2 separate regions of the Danio rerio genome follow, and region 1 is linked to region 2. The links are chromatin contacts, called in public Hi-C maps. All regions are on one chromosome and are shown on one strand. Each heading gives the region's core, a stretch centred on a gene start, on an enhancer-like site or on the middle of the called end of the contact. The rest is flanking DNA. Distances are from core to core; before and after follow the strand shown. Region 1 overlaps LOC141378416 (a long non-coding RNA gene). Region 2 overlaps tmem260 (transmembrane protein 260).

The links. A called contact is a pair of places that touch in the nucleus more often than the background predicts.
Region 1: a Hi-C map of hematopoietic stem cells shows a contact between it and region 2, with 2.7 times the contacts expected there. The contact joins two enhancer-like sites. A contact is called at or near these places in 5 of 18 Hi-C or Micro-C datasets (caudal fin, embryo and hematopoietic stem cells).

What each region holds. Positions count from the first base shown.
Region 1 is chr17:49,385,223-49,387,922 of GRCz12tu, forward strand. It overlaps LOC141378416 (a long non-coding RNA gene), which reads right to left. Exons shown (of 6, transcript XR_012393018.1): 3 at 2,593-2,666; 4 at 2,364-2,483. Among named protein-coding and RNA genes, the nearest start is that of exoc5, 41 kb to the right of the region's middle. Within about 2 kb of position 1,294, at least 33 of the 62 cell types and tissues checked have an H3K27ac peak or open chromatin away from gene starts, as enhancers often do.
Region 2 is chr17:49,158,973-49,161,672 of GRCz12tu, forward strand. All of the region lies in intron 11 of tmem260 (transmembrane protein 260), which reads left to right. Among named protein-coding and RNA genes, the nearest start is that of tmem260, 58 kb to the left of the region's middle. Within about 2 kb of position 1,264, at least 3 of the 62 cell types and tissues checked have an H3K27ac peak or open chromatin away from gene starts, as enhancers often do.

The DNA.
Region 1 (2,700 bases), core at 44-2,543, 230 kb after region 2:
ATCAGCTATTATTTCACAATTCATATATCACTTCACCATGTTTTCCGACATGTTCTTGACAAAAAGAGACTTTACCTGCTTGATTTCACGGTTTAACACTATAAATCAACATTTTATTACTCTAGCTGCTTCGAACTGCAATGGATAAATCTGTCACAACACACCGCTCTGTTTAAATGATTGACCTTTTGTTTGAATGTTTGGACTGTAAATGTTTGACCTTCTGTTTAAATGTTTGGACTGTAAATGTTTGACCTTCTCTCCGCACATCATACAAAATTACAAAAGTTTTCACAGCATGAAAACAGGAGTCGGGCATACGAATTTAGTTTAGTTTAGATCCGGAGAAGGCGGTTGCAAATATATACAGTGGAAATAAAGGTCAAACAGCATAACATCAACCCTGCTGCTAAGATTCCATAATATTGAAATGTTGTTGTTGTTTCTTTTCACGCTTCTTGCTTGTCAATGCCATACAGTAACCTAGAAATCATCTTCAAAGTTTTGTTATAAATCATAATTCTTTAGTCTGTTTTATTCGCAGGTGTCATAGGATGTTGGTTGTTATCGCAAATGCCTCATTAATTAAGTTAATGCTAATTTAGCCTTTCTCCTTGTCTCGCTCTCGTCTGTGTGATGTGCCTTGGGATGCATCTTTAGAGCTGGAGGGCAATTGAGAGATACTGAAGTGGCTGGATGGCAAGGACTGACTTTGGTGAGCACACACACACACACACACACACACACACACACACACACACACACACACACACACACACACACACACACACACACACATACAGTATACAGTTATCCTCACTTCTGGCAGACATACACAAACATTCCCAATTTCTAATCTCTCTCTCTCTCTCTAATCTAATTTTCATCATTCTCTCCGTCGCTCTTTCGCTCTCTCTCCTCAATGGCAGCCAACTCTCTTTTTCCAAATTCTCTCTCCTCTCAGCTCTCTTTTTCTATCTCCTATTTCCCTTTTTGTTCTCTCGCTCTCCCTCTCTTTTCCTCTCCTCTCTCTCTGCATCTCTTACAAAGGCAGCAGGCAGTTTGCCTCCCCTGAAAATGAGGCCACGCACGGCAAGTATGCAAATGAAAGCAGTGCTGCTGGATTAGAATGGGACACCATATACCCTAAATCATGATTGTCAATCATGGCGAGGGATTAAGGGATACGGGCTTATAGACCTAAAAAAGCAACACTTCCCCCCCCCGGGCGCACTTCCATTGTGAAAGAGGGAGTGTGGGAGAGAGGGCTTGTTGGGGGGCTGTTTTAGTGCACTACTGCCCTCTGCCTTTCCGTCTGCTTTACTGCACGTTTCAAAGCAGCGTTCGTTTTAAAGACGGGGTTTGGCTCTGCTTCCTGCTCAGCGGCAAGAACCTTAAAATATGCCACACATTGTTTTATTTTGAGATCAAAGACAGGAAATGAAAAGTGCGGTGGGTTTGTTTTGGGGTCTTTTTTGCATGTGGTTTGAACATTTTAAAGTCACTTCAGGCAGTGATCATACATCAATATTGAACGATGGAAGTGATTTCACTCAGAAATAAATATTCTAATGCATAACATATACATGGGTCAAAGTGTAGAAACGTGATTTTGTGTGCACAGAATATATTTACTTTGATATTGAATCATATTAATAATTTGTCAAATGTTAAAATAGTAACGGATGCATTTATTTTATTCAATATACAGTTGAAGTCAGAATTAATAAACCCCCTTTAATTTTTTTTCTTTTTTAAATATTTCACAAATGATGATTGCTATATCAAGGAAATGTTCACAGTGTGTTTGATAATATTTTTTTTTTTCTGGAAAAAGTCTCATTTGTTTTATTTCAGCTAAATTTAAATTAAAAAAAAAATTATTTTAAAGTCAAAATTATTAGCCCTTTTAAGTTATATTTTTCCTGATTGTCTTCAGAACAAACCATTGTTATACAATAACTTGCCTAACTACCCTAACCGGTTTAGTTAACCAAATAAACCTAGTTAAGCCTTTAAATGTCACTTTAAGCTGTATAGAAGTGTCTTGAAAAATATCTAGTCAAATATTATTTACTGTCATCATGATGAAGATGAAATAAGTTAGCTATTAGAAATGAGTTCTTAAAACTATTATGATTAGAAATGTGTTGAAAAATCTTCTCTCCGTTAAACAGAAATTGGGGAAAAATAAACAGGGGAGCTAATAATTCTGACTTCAACTGTATGAGGGGACAAATTTTTTTATCATTCACAATTATATAAAGCTTTGTTTGAAGTTGTTTGAAGGATATATTTAAAATTGCATTGTATTTCTTAAAGGTAGTTAATCCCAAAATGAAAAAAAAAACGAATTTACTCACCCTTAGGCCTTCTTTGATGTACTGTAGGTGACTTTTTTTCTTTAGCAGAACATTACAGATCATTTTCAGCTGAAACTGGTTCTTCATGATTCATTAAATGCAAGTCAACAGGCATCAGCACTTTGAGAGTTAAAACAACACACAGGCAATACAAAATTAATATGGCTCCTGGCAACACATTGAGTTTTTATGAACAAAACAATTCACGGTGAACATTATAACTTATTACCTGCATAAAGTTCCCAAGTACTTTTATGACAATTTCGGAATGTTGCATAATCATGGCCATCACACATTGAGAACCTGTGAAAGTCAATTAAGAGACATTCTGTATGAG
Region 2 (2,700 bases), core at 14-2,513:
CTGAACCTATAATTACCTGAAATGAGTATAAAAATAAAATGGAAATGAAACAAAAAAAACCCCACAAAAGGCACAAGATCAGCCCTTATAATAGTAGGACTAAACCATTGTCAAATAACAGAGGGGTCACCCACACACAAATACACTCAAAAAATGACTTTTGCTGCTTGTTCAGACTACTTATTTAAAATGAGTTGAAACAACACGATCCTTAAGATATTTTATGGAAAAATTGTTTTATGTTCAAAAAATGAAAAACTATTTTTGGAGAAAGCATATTAGGAAGCAAACTAGAACCTAAAGTTCATTGACCAGCTTTAATGTTGGCTTGAGAAAGCCTTGCCAATATGAGGGATATAAATCAACCCAATGTCTTCATGACAGTCAAAAACTGGACTTAGACATTATGTAAAAATGGCTTGCCATATTTTATTGAAAATATATGCTTAATAAATGTGAAAGTGATTCATGCAAAAATGGCTTGCCATATCAGTTAAATAATATGGAGTTTAGGTCAAATATGGTTTTCCATAGAAAAATAATGCTTAAAAATTATTTATTGGAAAACTGAAAGATACAGCAGAAAAATCTAATACAGAACGTAGCTTTTGGCCAAATTTGGGGCTTGTATAAATTTTTTAAATAGCCGGATTATTAAAATGTAATATTTAACTTTTTTTTTTTTTTATTCAAAACGATAAGTCTGATTGGCATGAGGACATATAGCTACGATCTTGGATGCAAAATGCATATTTTGACCAAATTTGGGCCTTGTAGCATGAATGACCTAGGAGGATATACGTTTGTTTTCAAGGACAGAGTAGTACAATATATTGGCTTTCTCAAGCCAACATAATAAATAACGTGAACCATAAAAAAACAACAACTTTTATGCAGGGCAACCAAAATAAACCAACTTATCAAAAATAAATAAACCATCTTACCAAATAACATTTCAATTAAATAGATTTAAGCCACACCTGACCTCTATTCTTCTCACCTGACTATTGAAGCATGTCTATAATATTTGTATGTAATTAAAACTCCACAACAGTCCAACAAATTAAATTTCTTTTACATGACATGTTATATTATCTTCTAAGTTTAAGTTTTTCGCTCTGTTTGTGGCTGATCATCCAGACCAATGCAGACACTTCTCTGAATTCCTCATTTCCTCCATGCTTCAGCAGACATCAAAGCAGAAGCTCTCTCTGGCGCTCTTCTGCAGCTTTGACTCTCTGCTTGATTAGCCGCCCTGGCCACGCTAGTCATGCAGATTAAAGCAGCCAGTTCTGTGCTTGATTAGACATCCTAGCCACGGCAGTCATGTAGATTAGAGCGCTGAAGTTTGGTACATCACTGCGCTTTGATCAGCGGCGAGACTGACGCTCATCACACCTGTCCACCTGATGTTCCAGCTCGCCACCACTTCACAGACAAACCGACCAAAGAAAGATAATGCCATGGAGTCTTACGCCTCTCTGCAAACTATTCATAGGAGAAGTCACTGCTCATTTCATTCCACGTGTTTTCATACACAATTTTGTATTACTTTTAGATTACTTTCAGCTCATTTTTCGACTTTATAGTTTACAAACAATAATACTTGTTTAATTTAAGGGCACACTATGTCAGTATAGGCATTGATATTATTAAAGTTTCCACAAAAATATTAAGCAGCAAAATTGTATTTTACATTCGTGATAATAATCAGAAATTACTACACTTTTTTGGAAACTCTTCATTAGAGATGTCACCGCTGATCTTGTCCCAAGTATTTTCAGTCCAATTTTTTGTTACCTTTTTTCACAGTCTTGGACATGGTGAACGATTAGTAACAACATGGCTGTTTTTGCCCCATTGACTTCCATTAATACCACATTTGATCGTGCACAAATACACTTTGTTTTTCTAGTTCTGAGATCTGAGATATTTAGATTTTCTCTGACACATTAATATAAGCGTGTAATCGTCACTCTCTCACACACACACACTTTAATTTGCAGTAATAATTTGCTGGTAGCTTTTTTTTTTGCACAGGCCTATCTAAAAGGTTATAGTGCCAACTGATGTTTAACAGGGAAAACCACCAAAAATCAAAAATGCATGATTTTATGGTGTCATGCTTTTATAATCAAAAAAAATTTGGTTAATGGAAGTCAATGGGGCAAAAACTTGCCATCGACAGTAAATTAGGGAGAGACTTGCCCAAGACTTCAAGCCCAAGTTACTTTATGCCCAAGTCATTTTCAGAACTGAGTTTGATTGAAATATTTGTGCAAAAACATTCGCAAAAAATATGTATCTGATGCATTTTTTCAACAGTTTAATTTAGTAGATGTTATCATCTCGAACATAAAGGGTAGTCAATTTGCCCTGAGTGTGTTGTTGAGGTTTTTTTTTTTTTATTCAAAGCATTTTCTCAAAATATTTGTCAAAATAAGATTTGTCACCAAAAATTATTCTGCTAGCTGAAATAGAGAAAAAGTTATGGCCAAATTAAAACTCATAATCACCCCAGCAATGCGGTGGTGCAGTAGGTAGTGCTGTGGCCTCACAGCAAGAAGGTCGATGGTTCGAGCTTCGGCTGGGTCAGTTGGTGTTTCAGTGTAGAGTTTGCATGTTCTCCCCGCATTCACGTGGGTTTCCTCTGGGTGCTCCAGTTTCCCCCACAGTTCAAAGACATGTGGTACAGGTGAA